Regions from separate parts of the Zea mays genome. Here region 1 is linked to region 2. Evidence: chromatin contacts called from public Hi-C data. All regions are on one chromosome and are shown on one strand. The core of a region is the stretch at or near the end of the contact, and the rest is flanking DNA. Distances in the headings are between cores, read along the strand shown. Region 1 holds the start of LOC103636430 (PHD finger protein). Region 2 holds the start of pco060792.

The links. A called contact is a pair of places that touch in the nucleus more often than the background predicts.
Region 1: a contact with region 2 is called in a Hi-C map of leaf, with 4 times the contacts expected there. The contact joins the promoter of LOC103636430 here to the promoter of pco060792 in region 2. A contact is called at or near these places in 12 of 25 Hi-C or Micro-C datasets (bundle sheath, ear, endosperm and 2 more).

What each region holds. Positions count from the first base shown.
Region 1 is chr8:171,875,217-171,883,038 of Zm-B73-REFERENCE-NAM-5.0, reverse strand. It overlaps LOC103636430 (PHD finger protein), which reads left to right and starts at 3,761. Exons shown (of 5, transcript XM_008658780.4): 1 at 3,761-4,729; 2 at 5,112-5,241; 3 at 5,626-5,841; 4 at 5,952-6,560; 5 at 6,644-7,642. The coding sequence starts at 4,396. The coding sequence ends at 7,496. ms8 (Male Sterile8) reads left to right here. Exons shown (of 9, transcript NM_001369666.1): 7 at 81-206; 8 at 292-401; 9 at 493-878. The coding sequence ends at 641. It also overlaps the pseudogene LOC100501026.
Region 2 is chr8:171,747,070-171,754,511 of Zm-B73-REFERENCE-NAM-5.0, reverse strand. It overlaps pco060792, which reads right to left and starts at 5,476. Exons shown (of 3, transcript NM_001153652.2): 1 at 4,920-5,476; 2 at 2,713-3,083; 3 at 2,157-2,642. The coding sequence starts at 5,423. The coding sequence ends at 2,450. It overlaps LOC100277098, which reads left to right and starts at 6,782. Exons shown (of 4, transcript XM_020542790.3): 1 at 6,782-7,336. The coding sequence starts at 7,046.

The DNA of each region.
Region 1 (7,822 bases), core at 2,512-5,011, 130 kb before region 2:
CTTCTCACAGCCGAGTTAGTTCTGTTCTGTCGAGTGAGACCGGCCTGTACTGTACTGTGTCTCTGTATCTGTTGTTGCAGAGGAGTCAAGTACCACGAGCCAGAGTACTGGAAGTTCGGCGACGAGGGCAACAAGTACTTCCGCCACGCCACCGGCCAAATCTACGCCATCTCCAAGGACCTCGCCGCCTACATCTCCATCAACCAGTTATGTTTCCGGACACATATACATAATGCCACGTGTGGCCGCGTTCGTCTGTGCGTCTGACGTGCGTGCGTGCATCGTTTCCAGGCCGATCCTGCACAGGTTCGCGAACGAGGACGTCTCGCTGGGGGCGTGGCTGATCGGGCTCGAGGTCGAGCACGTCGACGACCGGAGCATGTGCTGCGCGACGCCTCCAGGTGGGTCATGAAACTGACAGCCAGCGTCACCCCTCCTCTCCTGAACAATTCACCTATATACACTGCCTAGTGACTCTGACTGCGTGTGCAGACTGCGAGTGGAAGAAGCGAGCCGGGAACGTGTGCGTGGCGTCCTTCGACTGGTCGTGCAGCGGCGTCTGTAAGTCGGTGGACCGGATGCGCCACATCCACAAGGCGTGCGGCGAAGGCGAAGGCGCCGTCTGGAACGCCGCCACATGAGACGAGATTGCCATTCTCGTCGGAACACTTGTTGTATGCGGAGCTTCACTTGATGAAAACGCGAAGGCGAGAGGGAAGCGCCTGCGCCACTGTTTGGCATGACACATTCCGCATGGCAAGCGTGGTTGTTTCACTTGAGACGGCATGCTATGATCCACGTAAAAGCGCATGGATTATTATTGGTGTGTCAACGTGATCCTTTTTGGATGAAAAAAAAAAATTGCACGGTGGCCCTTGGATGTCTTTTTTAACCCCGAAACATAGTAAAATATTTAAAAAGTATATTCATAATATTTTTTCAGAAATATTTAGTTAAGCTAGAGGCTTCGACGTCATACAACAACTAATATGCAATCAGACTTATGTGCAAGCGAGCCTCTTAGACTGTTAGATCATAATCTAGCTATAGCCATAATCGTGGTTTGTTATAGGGTTCTCTATAAATCTACACGAGCTGATGGTGGATTGATTTAAGTGTTAAATGTGATACATGGTTGGATTATAATCTAACAAACCAGGAACCTCGCTTGCACGGTTGCACAAAAGTACAACGTATGTAGACGATACACCGATCATATTCTATGGTTTAGTGCAATAGTTATTTGACACCCGAAGATCTAGTTGCAAGCCAGTGTGATGGATCCTCTCCACACACACACAAAAATATATTAAATGAACCCTCGACGAAAAAAAGTTTAAAGTTAAAGTGGACAGATAACCCATGTACCAGATATTAAATTACACTTTATCTTGGCTAAAAAGTCAAGAAAGATACACATTGAAAAGAATATATGCCCTTTTTTATAGCTCGCATGATCGCTCTTCCTCCTAACGAGGTGGTACTATTCAAAAGCAATGTTGTTGTGTGTGGCTTCATATCATGTTAGACTTGGTTGTTTTCTCATGACCTATCTACGAGGTAACAACTTGATTGTTAGGTGAGATGTGAAAAAACAGATCTACTATACGCGATTCGTGCGTAACACACAACGTACGAAACCCACGCTTTAAAGGACCAGAGTTTTTCGTTGTAAGGCCATGGTCATCAGATAATGCATAAAAAATGTTACTTACCTTATGCTATAAAAATGTTACTGTTTCTATAAAGTTGTTACTTGCAGAATTCTAGAAAATGATTTATTTAGAGACAGAGATAATACTGAATAAGCATCAGCAAATTAATTGTGTTGTATATTTTTATGCTAAACCTATTTTAGATAACGGATGTTAATGCCATTTTTTTAGAGTTCTAGTTAAACTAAAATTGTTCGACATCCCAAGATCATGGCAGGCTTGCAACGTCTGTTTTCAAAGCCTCCTCCAAACCGTGGTTCAGCGCTAGTCTCATCCATTCGGACTAAGAACTATATTTGGGACGTCTGAAAAAATTACAATTGTACTATCTGATCCTTCCTAGAAATAGAATAGTCAGTTACCCGTTTATCCGATTCCTTTTGAATTAGCAGTCGCTGGTCCAACCAAGATCCTTGAGCCACGTGTCCCGCCAAATTTAGGCGCGAGGACGAGGAATACGGGTGGCCTGAAGTTTTGGGCGTTTCGGCCGGGCGCCCGGCAATGCCGCGGGAAAGCTGCAACCTGCTCGGCTGAGTAGTTTTCATACTTTGAAGGGTATTTTCGTCCATCGGCAGACCAATAATTTTTTAGGTCGGTTTCGGTTCCACATCTGCCCTCCCGTGCTGAACGCATCAAGCCATCAACTCCTCCGCGACTTTGCTTTCTTCTACAGTTCTGTCACCCAGTCTACTCCAAGCCTGCCACGACGATAAGAAATGAGTTTCACGCACAATAAATATTAGTAGATTAACAGCTAAAACATACTAGAGTATACAACTATAAATAATAATTTTTATAGATATAGCTAATTTTAAATACTTTGTCTAAGATGTGAGATTGTTTTAAGATGGGCAAAGCACTCCATCAAATAATGAAGAAGTTATTTTATCATTTTTTTCAAAGAGCCAACAAATCTTAAGTTCAACTAAATATATAAAATAAAACATACACACTGCATAGTATATATTATTAGATGAATTATATGATGTATTTATATAGTAAAACTATTTTGAATATAAATATTGATAATATTTTTGTAAACATAATTGAATTTAATAAAATATAAGTTAGTATAAAATCTAACGTGGCATTTCATTGATAAGAACAACTTTAGTGTTACATTAGCTTTTCACTAAGTGTTATATTGTTCACCACCTTTTGGTTACCGTCACGCGACACACGCCACCTATGAAATTATGGCTTCAAGTAGCTTTCTTTTTTCTAATATGTATTACTAAAATAATTATGTTATCAAATCCTGAAATAAATCTAGAAAATCAGAGTAAGCATATTCTAGTTCCATAACAAGAAATCTAACCAAATGTTTTACCTTAGTTTACGGTTAATATGCATTTTATAGTTTGACTAGACATCATATTCCTTCATTCTCCAAGTACTAGCCACATGGGGAGCGATGTAGTGAGAAATTCGACTAATCTATTTAGTATCTCCTAAAAGAAGTTTCAATCAAATTTCATATGTCATCTCGTCAACGTTGTCTCAAAGTAAGGCCCTATCTATCTATCTATCTGAATCAACTAAATGTTTAAGTTGTAATAGCTAGTGTGCGCCAGCCAATAGCTTTTTGTAAGCGGTGCGGTTAGATGCTTCAAAAGTAAGCTAATTATAAGCTTGGTTGTTTGGATCATCTAGAAGTTTGTTTAGCAGTTAGCAATATGAACTTAGTTAAACGAGTTTAGTTTTTCCCCCTTCAACATTGACCTTAAAATCGAACGTTATAAAAAGACGTTACTTGTTAGTTTAATTACTAAATAAAAAACCAAGGTGACCGGGTATCTTGATAGTAAAATTTAGCTAGTCACATCATCTACCAGACACCACGATTTAAAAGAAAAATAAGCCTTGGTGATTGAACAGTACATATAGAAAAGGGCTGCTGCAGAGGAGCCGCAGCATTGCGTTTGGATTTTTTTTCCGCCCCTGTGTGACAAGACTGAATAAATGATAGAAATTTATATTGCAGATTTATAGAAAAAAATCAAATTTGTGGCAACTACCCAATACGACAACATGTTTGCAGAAGGGTATACTTAAAAAATACCGTATCACTTGTCTCTGTGACTTGAGAAAGTCGCCTATAAAGATTACAGTGGACACGTTTCGAGTGGAGGGATTCTGTGGTCTGTACACAACGAATCGAAATAAAAGCATTCTAGGGTCCACGGACTATGAGGGCAGTTGTGTAATTTGTCCCTACACAGGATCACTTTGATGTGCCGTACTGGACCTCTCATCGAGCCATGGATACAAAATGACGACACTGCCCCGATCCTTTATTCCCTCCCATTTCTCGCGCCTCCTTTTCGGAAAGCTCTCGAACCCAACCACCCACCCCACCCACGATTAACCCTGGTTAGCGCTCTGCCACGACCTGACGAGCCCATTCCACCATAGCATGCATAGACCCACTCCACTGTACGCCACGCACGATTACGTGGGCCCGACATTTGCTCCGTCCCCTCTGGTGCACAAAGACCAGGCGCACCTGATCGTGCTTCACCTCGAAGGAATCGACCCCATCACCATCCTCCTCGTTATCTCGCAGCTACCGCCGCCGCCGCAAACCCTAACCTGAGTTCCGATCCGGTTAATCGACGACGAGGAAGACGACGGTGCGTTGCAGATCTGAGGGGATCTGACGACGGCGGCGGAGGGGGAGATGGTGGTCAACGGCCGGCCGCTGAAGAGGGCGAGGGCGCGGGTCGAGGCCAGGGACTTCGCGAGGTTCCCGGCGGCCGGAGACTGCGGGGCGGCCGGGACGTTCAGGGAGGCGGTGAGAGGGTTCCTCGCAAAGCATGCGAGGCTGCTCCCGTTGCCGTCCATCTTCTCTCCGGCGGCCGCGGCCGCCCCGCCGCACCTGCTGATCTGGAGGGTGTCCCTAAGGGTCGGGGAGGCCGGGGAGGAAGAGAGCGGCGGCGGGGTAGAGCTCAACGTCGTTGAGGAGGATGTGCTCCGATCCCGATCTGTGTATTGTGACCAGTGCAGAGTCGTGGGTGAGTTGCTTTCCTCACTTTTTCGTCCTTTTTTCCTCCGATTTTTTTTTGTTTTGGATTCAATGGACGAACCCGTTCGTTTTTTTCTTCTTACGATCTGCTCCTCTGTTACTGTTTTCTTGTCGTCGATTTAAGTTTTTGAAATCCAACGACTGTCTTATTTCTTAGAAATTTTATTGATTTTTGCGGGCAGTTTTTTTCCCACTGAAATATCTGCTAGTTTTCGTCGTATCAGCCAATCCCAATCGTTAGGCTGTTGCTTTCAGTGTGCAACCGCCCGTTAGAATGATTGATTGAATTGTCATATACTTGCACACTGTTACATACAACAACACGGCATCTGCAATGGAATCATGCGTCTGATTTGTTTGTTTGGTTGTAGGCTGGAGTGGACACCCGGTCTGCGTGAAGCGGTACCATTTCATCATCGAGAACGACAGTAGCCACCTTTCTGGCCGCCGGCGCACCTGCTGCCTCCGCTGCGGAACACCCATGGCCGCTGGAGAATCAAGGTGAGAGGCACATTTCAGAAAGAAAATTATATACCTTCTCACACAACAGCGAATGGGGGAAATGGAACATGCTTGTGCGTTCGATGTCTATAATGCCGAATGTTAATACATGACCAACTTTATGCCAACGTGCTGTGCCATTGATGCCTGTAATGATCTGGATCACCCAATCTGAATGTAAGATGAGTGCTTCATATAGGTCTGTGTTTGGATGGGGCGTGCTTGCTTGCATTTGTAATATAAGATGAGAATTCAGAAGTGTTTCTATTACTATATTCATAGGCAGCACATAGAAAATTTCTCGGAATGAAGGATTCGCCAAGTAACCTTGTGATGCTCCGAATATGCAACATACTCTTACTCTGAATGCACTGCCGTCTCCAGGTGTGCTCTGTGCAATTTCGATATGGATGGGGAGGAGATTGAAGAGTGTGCATACCTGCATCTGGATGACCCCACCCACTTGCTGCACGCTGTGGTGCATGCAAATGGTTATGGGCATCTTCTCAGGGTAAATGGGCGTGAAGGTGGCTCAAGATTCCTCACTGGCCGTGACATAATGAGCCTGTGGGATCGCCTGTGCAAGGTGTTACATGTGAGGTAAATGGAATTTCCGCTGGCCCAAAGAACATAACAGTTGTTTGATTGGGATTGGTCTCTTTCCATGATGCCTTTCTCCAACCTAATAACTATCATTTCCATTACTGCAGGAAGGTAACTGTCATGGATATATCCAAGAAACATGGAATGGACTACAGACTTCTTCATGCAGTCATAAGTGGGCACCCTTGGTACGGCCAATGGGGATACAAGTTTGGTGCCGGCAGCTTTGCTCTCACCTCAGACACCTACCGAAATGCAGTAGACATGCTTTCCAGCATAAACCTGGCGCTGTACTTCTCGCACCGCAGCCAAATTAGGACTCCATTGCAGAACACAATCGCTCTTTATTGGGCGCTCTCTAATCGCCAACTAGTAACCCTCCGGGATCTTTTCCGCTTCATTATGCACCTCCTCCATCAAGGTCAAAAGATGTCAAAACCCTCAGCAGACAAGCACAAGGAGCTTACATCTAATGAGCTGTGTGCATGGACTAAAGAAGATCTACATAGAGCAGAAGGTGCAATGCTCAAGGTTCTCCAGGTCGTCCAAACTGGACAGTGGGTATCTTGGCGGGCACTGAGGGGTGCTGCGTCGAAGGCTGTTGATTCGCAAGAGCTGCTTGATTATTCTCTCCGAGGACTGGGTGGGAAACAACTGGATAATGGCCTTTGTGTTGCTGTCCGTTGCAATGCCGGTACTAGTGCAATCGAGTACAGGTGAGCACTGATTGCTTTCCCTTCATAAAATTGATGAACTTGATCCGGAAACTTTCCTGGCTAAATTGTTTCATGACAATCAGGCTGGAATCTTCCTCCGTTCGGTCTCCAGCAAATGCAGCTACATTTGGACCTTCTGTTGACCAACTGTTGCATGATCTAAGGTTCCTCTACGATGCTTTGCTGAACCCGGAGTCCATGTTGTCTTCACAACCAGAGGTGGTTGGTGCATCAGCACACAGCGCAGCAGCAAAGATAATTGATTGCAAGCAGTTCATCAAACATTATGATGAGCATGCTCTGCGGACTCCTTCAAATCCATTCCTGCTCTGTGTGAGGTGCTCCATTGAACTGCTTGATCACCCAAAAGATTACACGACACCTCCAGAAGAACTTGTACTTCTACCAGCAAGTGCTACCCTAGGTGATCTGAAAGTACAGGCTTCAAAGGCTTTCCAAGAAACGTACCTGATGTTCCAAAGCTTCCAGACTGAACAGCTCCCTGACTTTCCAAACTTCAGTGATACAACCCCCGTGAAGCATGTGCTTGGATCAGGCCAGTTGCTTCGAGTAAGGGGACGTTGCACTGGGGATTACAGGAGAATTGTACAGTTCAGGATGGAGAGGGGTTTGGAGAACTGGACGGTGGACTGCTCATGTGGGGCCAAGGATGATGATGGGGAACGGATGCTAGCTTGTGACATATGTGGAGTCTGGCAGCATACCAGGTGCTCTGGGATAAGTGATTTTGAGGAAGTCCCTGAAAATTTCATCTGCAGAAAGTGTGCTAGTCCACGCAAGGGAGACGGACGTGGGGGTGGGGGTAGCAACGGTGGTGGAACAATGGAGGTTACTGCGTCTGGGAGGTGCAAGGATGAGATTGGAGCATCAGTTGGTGGAGCAGGCAAGTATGGGCGCATGGCAACAGTTGGATGACTGTACATAATGTAGTGAAACGTAAATAGTGAGATGGAGAGTAGTAAGCTGCACCTAAAGGCTTTTGTGGACCTTGCGTGGTGTTAATGGATCTTGTTGCTGACCACTGATGTGATGTTAATCTGTTCTCCTTGCAGTTGCACCCATTTCCCATTGTGTCTGATGTCCATCTTCTGTTCTGCATCGCACAATTACATAATTGTCAGATCAAAACATGAAGCTAAAATTGCTGCAATACATAAAACATAGCAATCAACCATACATCAAGACTTCCTAATACGATTTGCCATTCTTTGGATAGGCCATTTCATCGCAGTTAGGCTATC
Region 2 (7,442 bases), core at 4,227-6,726:
ATTATTTGAGAAAATGTAGGATGAATTTGAGGTTTATCTTTTATGAATCTTAACAAGCTGGATGTTAAAAACAAGAATACAAATTTGTATTGTATATTTTATTTCCTATTTATTCGCAATCAAAGGAAAAACTGATTACCGAATAAATACCGTTTCCGACCGTTTTCATCCCATAAACCCGTAGACCCACCCGCGCTCAGCTTCCACAGCTTGTACGATGCATCGAACGAAACACAGCTACTACGCTCTAGCCCACATCATGGCACGCGTCGTCAAATAACAACGTGAGCAAGGTGCTCACGCAACTGAATCGTTCGGCGAGGCAGCATCTGGAACGGCGCAACCGCACATGTATGGGTGAAGTGCAATGCAACGCAGCAACGGGTGGCACGGACGATGGCATGGCGTCGATGCAGGAGCACGATGGGGGCACAGACGACATGCTTTTCGCGGACCGCTGAAACGAGCGAAGGATCCGCTCCGCCGCCCTCGGTTTGGACTTTGGAGAAGGGCGAGGTCGCGAGGAGCGGCGAGCGACGACTTCTGACTGCAGGTCGCATGTTCCATGGGCCATGGCCATCCGGATGGCCCAGCAGCCCAAGTGCGCAATAGCTTGCCCGTGGTGGAAGCTGCTCTGCTCAGTGCAGCAGCAAGCCAGCAACCGATGAGCGTATCTGCAGATGTCAACTTGTCAAGGCAAACCAATGGGTTCCTCTCTCTCGTGTCACGTGTTGCCAAGCTGGACGCCGCCACGGCATCGGGCAATGCGCAATTGGGCTAGCTAGATTGGCCTTTCAGGAGTGATGGTCTTCAAAAGATAATGGGCATAGCAAAAGATAAGAGCAAGACTAATAGAAAACCAACCGAAGGCTCTGTACTCCTGTCCCATACTCCCACTGTCGAGAGCTTACAATAAAACCAATATATATAGTAAGCTTATTCTTAGATGACTCTAAGTTGATTAAATTAAACCTGAAAGTATTTAATGTTTGGAGAGAGTAGTCATTTCGATTGGATGGGAAAAAAGAGACATCCTTAACTTCCACATCAGGCTCTTTCTACTCATAGAATATGGTGAGGCTGGGCATTTCATAAAGCACTCACTTTCTTTACTCATCTGTGTTCGCACCCTATCGCCAAGAAAACGTTGAGAATGATATATATATATATATATATATATATATATATATATATATATATATATATATATATATATATATATATATATATATATATATATATATATATATATATATATATATAACAAAGATATGACACTAGTCTAGGGTGTAGTATATACTCCCTCCGTTTCTTTTTATTTGTCGCTGGATAGTGTATTTTACACTATCCAGCGACAAATAAAAAGAAACGGAGGGAGTATGTGTCACTTTATAAAGTGATTTTTTTTGACAAAAAATGTAAAATAGAGCACGAATGAAGTTATTTTTTATGAGTTGAGCCCTATATTTCAAAAAAGAACACTGATTTAAGGCACTGCTACTCCTGCTAAAATTGTGTACTTTATTCAAATGAAGTTACACAAGAACGGATCTATGCCCAATCTGAAAGGCAAAAGCAGAACCGAGGTGTAGATTCTTTGTGTGGACCTTGCTGCATCAGAAAAATAAACAAAAGATGATGGATAAATGACCCTTTGTGCAAACTATGCTTGGTCCAATAGGAAACACCCAAGCATCTATGCACAAACTGCTCTTACACCAGAGAAGTCTGGTAAATGATCCTACCATGGTTTGACTTAAGACAATTGCAAAATCTAGACATATCAAGATCGATCTACAGATTTTGGACGAAAGAGAGACGCACGATCCGAAAAGAAGAGTGAAAGGAATTCGATTGCAAAATCTTGGTCTATTACTCTATTTTAGGCAGAATGTCTGGAAGGAGAGTAGTCCAGAGCATATATCTTTGCAACATCTTCAATTAGCCCTTGTCATCAAGGACGACATCAATCTGTTCAACCTGGCGACTAGAAAAAAATGGTTCAGAAAATGGGAGAAATTGTGCCCTTTCTCTTACCTACCATGGTTTTCTTTGCTTGCTCTCTGATGAATTTACTCGGCAATTCTCTTGCTGACTTTTGGAAGAAAAAAAATGACATCGAGGATGAGAAGTTCACAAAGCAAGCAGCAGAACGGTGAGAAGGGCAAAAAGACACGTACTCCGTAATATGCACCACTTGAAGACAATGATGATGGAATGAGATTTAACAACAGAATGCTTCTCGAAACAAGCTGCTGCGTTGAACAATGCAAGACATATCTACCGCGATCGGCACTCGGGAGTTTATTGAGAAAAACACATTTCTACATGCGGTGCGTGTATATGAATGCTGTCGCGCACGTCGACGGATGTGCTTCCCACGAATTCAGCAGCTGGCCCCGGGGGGGAGGGGGGTGGCGGTCCTCCACCCGACAGCTGCACGGGCGCGTCAGCTCTTGGTGGTGAACCTGTAGGACGCGTAGGAGAGCGTGGCGTTGGTCCAGCACTGGTGGATCTGCTCCGCCTTTGCGCCGTCCCCGGCGGCGCCGAGCGCCACGTGCAGCGGGTAGAAGTGGTCCGGCCACGGGTGCGCCACCCTCCCATGCGGCGCTTTCTCCTCGAACCGGTTCACGTCCTCGTACCTGACAAGGCCACCGGACGCGGATAAGCACTAAGCAGCAGCAGCAGCAGCAGGGCGTCTCAGCAGTTTACCTTCCGTCGAGGAGCGAGTCCTTGAGCCAGGCGTCGAACTCGGCGGCCCACTGCGGCACGGGCGCGTCGAACGGCCCCATCTTGCGCAGGTTGTGCGTGGCGCTGCCGGAGCCGAGGACGAGGACGCCCTCCTCCCGCAGCGGCGCCAGCGCCCTGCCGAGGCTGTAGTGGTACGCGCCGTCCCGGTCGCTCTGCACCGACAGCTGGCACACGGGGATGTCGGCGTCCGGGTACATGAGCATCAGCGGCACCCAGGCGCCGTGGTCCAGCCCGCGGCTGTGGTCCTCCTTCACGGGGCCGAACCCGGCTTGCTCCAGGAGCCCTTTGGTCCGCAGGGCCAGGTCCGGGGCGCCCGGAGCGGGGTACTTGAGCTGCATGATCAGAGCTTATTCAGGATCATCCGGGAGGGAAACCTCAGACAGACTACAGTCAGAGCAATCCAAGCATCATGTCCAGAAGACTGAACCAGCTACTACAAACATCATCAGCCACAACCAGTGCTCTGCATCAGACCTTTTCTGCACCAGCGGTAAACATTTCTGTTTGTAAATTTACACACTGTGTTTAGTTTAGACGAGCATAAATAAAAAGAATAGCGGGTTCATTCTGAAAGTTTCAGATATGTGATGTGACAGCAAATCACGCTAATCAGCATTAGTGCTGCAGAAATTAGAACTGACCCAGGAGATTTGCAATGACATGTGACATTATTCCAAACATAGAATTATTCCAAGCACAGAATTAAAGCCTATGTTTAATACTTATAAATTGATATTCAAACATTTGACCTGACACAAACCAAACACCCTCTTATATTAGCTGCTACGGTGCTACCTGCTTACTGAGCCCACGTTTTCTGGAAGCGTAGACTACCAACCAATAGCAAAAACCTAAAGACAAGTTGGCGCATGTCTCTAGCTAATAAGTGGAATGGAAACTTGGAGGCCAAACAAGGACCTAAGAATCATGATAAAAAAAAGATTTTGACTAAACTAAGATAAGCTTTCACAATATAAAACACCAAACTACAAATTTCAACTGACATCAGACCGAACAAATCTGGGGACCTAGAGGGCACCTAGACTCTTAATCCTTATGCATGTATGAGATAGTTCAAGTCTCAACCATTATACATTACATAGTATTAGGCAATTCAGATGCTAAAGTATAGTAGTAACAGTACCTAAACTGTGAATACTAGTAAAACAATTGCTTGTGAGATAATACAGTAGGCATACATCACAGGAAAAAAAACGCCACTTTTTTTTTACTTTGACCGAGATCATCATAAAATAGAAATACAGAATCCCGGCCGATTGTTATATAAATACACTAGAGCTAATGGTTAGATATTAAAATTAGCTAGAGATATTCTAACATAATAGTTCAGAGATTAGCTGCTTTTGATTGGAGACATCTAAACACCTCTAACTAGTAGTCTAGCTAACTATTAGCTGCACCCTTAACTACCCATTAGTTAATTAGCTCGTTCAACTAAGCTAAAATCAACTAATTTTACTTAAATTTTTGCCAACTAGCTATTAGATCTGGCACATTAAAACACGTCAGTCAGTTCGGTAAATGCTAGTGGCAGGCGCACCTTACCTACTTCTATGTGAGCGAGCCATCAAGCGTCACTGTGGCTGCTGACAAGCGAGTCTATCAGGAGAAGGGACACCGGGGTTGGTGGCGTTCAGGTCAGCTAGATGTCTACATCTGCAAGAGGCTGGCTACTTTCCCCCAATGAATGGCCTATGGATCTATGATACTGCATTTTTCACATCTAAATTCCATGTTGAGTTAACCAGAACATCGGTCACTGGCACCAGTGATCTCATGATTCGAGACAAGAACCCCCATTTCTGGACCTGCATAGATCATGATCTGCTGGGGGGTAACTCAAAAGCACTGCGTGGGCCATCTTGTCTACCCGAGAAGGATTTCAACAACGAACGACTGTAACGATCAACTGCATCGGCCATCACATGTTCTATAAGAATGGGAGAATTTCCGATTTTTGACCTTTTCCCTTGCGCAGAGGAAGACAAGAACTCTATCCAAATGGCTCGCAAAGTTGCCTATGCGGGCCCCTAGTTTGACGCGCTGGATCATCTAAATCGGTGAGGCTTCACAACGGATTCTTCGCGCGCGCGAGAGAGAGAGAGAGAGAGAGAGAGAGCATGGTGGTTGGTAGGCATCGAGCGGACCTTGTACATGGGCTTGGGAAAGCCATAGAAGTCGTAAATGGTGTCGTTGCTGCCGCGGATGACGTTGACCTCCGGCGTGGCCGTGTCCCAGTGTCCCGACACGACGAGGATGGCGCGCGGGGGCTGGTCGCCCGCGACCTTCGCCGGCACCCACGACTTGAAGAAGTGCCGCGCCGGGATGTTGTCGTCGATGGAGAGCGTGGGCGAGCCGTGCGACAGGAAGAAAGTGTCCATGGTAGCAGGGACTCTAGGCGGCGCTCGCCTCTGCCCCTCCTCCGCCGCTGCGTCTCGCTCTGTCCTCGCGGTGTCGCCGCGCCCGCGCTGCCGCTGCTCCTCGCCCTCACGCGTCGCGTGCCGCGTCTCTGGCTTGCCTCCGCCCTGGCTCCGCCGGATGATTTTGCGCGCGTGCGTCGCGTCTGGTTTGTGGTGGTGCCCCGTGGTCCGTGGGGAGCAGAGCAGCGAGAGAGAATGGATGGGATGCTTGGACGGGCGCCTCAAAAACATTGGGTTTGGTTGGTCGCACCGCAAAGTTTTAATAACGCGCAGCAATACGAATCATCCGGACTCCGCCGGAATCGGTTCGGCTTGCCGGCCCGCGTCGAAGTCGCGTAGTCAGCGTCGTGTAAGCAATGACGCATGACGGCGTATTTCCTTGGACACGCCAACAAGGAAAGAAAACGGACTTCCGGGATGGGCCTCTTAGTCTTGGATCGGGCCGGTCTTAAATTATGGGCTTACTAGGCCATATACACAGACAGACGAAAATTGCTGTTGGTCTCGAGAAAATCCACAGCTTGGATCTAGATCTCTAGGACAAAGAACGCCTTGTCATATACGTCACGGCAGTCCCGTGGTAACCGCACCAGTGCATGTGGTGCAAAAACGATCTTACAATCTAAGATTAGCACATCTAAGATTGACACATAATATTACAATCTAAGATTAGAAAAAAAAACTGATTAAATTAGTGTTGATCATATTATTCGATTGATAGACTATCAAACATCTTTCACAAAGACAACGTCGATGAGAGGCACGTCAAGGTTGTACTAGGACAGGCACCTAAAACACTGTCAACTCTCATCAAAAGACATAACGAGCAACAAAGCAGATCGTGCATATCGCCGATCGCCACACAAAACACTGTTTTGCACAGTAAACTATACTATTTATGTAGTAGTATTTAAAAATATGAGGTGAGATAGAGAGTTTGGTGGAGATAGTCGTAGGGCATATTTAGCACAGCTTTGGCTTCTTTGAAAATAACTCCGGCTCTTGTTTCTCTTCAAGAGCAGTTTCTCTATAGGAGCTAGTATTTTTTTAACAAATTGTTTAGCAGCATGACTTCTCTTAACGTAAGAGAAGGGCAAGATGGAGAGTGGAAGGAGGAGACGTTAGGAGCTTTTTTTTTTTTTTGGCTCCGGCTTCTCTTTCTAGAAATGGCTATGGCTCCTAAGTGTTTTTTGTTAGGAACTCTTTTTGAAGACTGTTTATGAGGGCTTCTGGCTTCTCTAGGAGCCGAAACCAGAGCCGGTTTAAGAGCCCTCCCAACCTTAGTCATTTGTCCTGGTTACACTAAACTTGTCTATGTTTTTTTGCTTTTATTTCTATTCCTGAATGTAAGAATTGAGTCGCATGGATCCTCCGACTTGTTTGCATTCTCAGTTGTGTACCATTATCAGATGATACAAACTGAGATTTTGTTATGTTATCTAAAATTAATCCCAACGCCCCACAGAACACGGTGAATCTTCCTCTGATCTTTTAGTATAATAAAGTTAAATAAAAAATAATCAGTTTTTCTTATAGAACCAAACATTATACATAGTTTCATTATTGATGATTATTTGGTGCTACAGTCGCTCAAATCAGTTGTCAATTATAATGTACTAAGGTGTTTGACTCGGGTAGACGGGTAGCAAGATTATTATTTTTATTTTTAGACAAAGGGATTAGCAAGATCAAGTTGACAGTAGCACACCAAGAAACAAGCTACCGATGCCACCAAACACCCTACGTCAGGTAAAAGTCAGGTTGCAATCTGGTGGCATTGAACGAACCGAAACGGCCGGGACATTCACCTTCGAACTCTGAAAAAAAAACAGGTGGCAATCCAAACAATCACCATGGGTACAAGCACTAAAACCTTGCTGGTATGCCTGATCCCATGGCTCGTTTACCAGCTCCAGCCTCATCGATTCTCTCCTGTGTCGGCCGCGACAACAATGGCCGGCAAGATCGATATCTTCACCGTGTACCAGCACGACAGGCTGAACGAGACCGGGTACGTCGTCGTCACCGGCGACGAAGGCGCCCCCTCGAGCGACACCACCAGGCCCTTCGGCAGCATCTACGTCTTCCGCGACGACCTGACCCTGCACAACGACAGCGACTCCCCCGTGGCCGGCGCAGGGCCGGTCCTGAGGGCGGGCAACCGGAGCGGCTGCACTGGGCCCCAAAATTCCAGGGGCCCCACCCCAGGTATACATATAGTGTATATACGTATTATGGCCAGGTCCACGT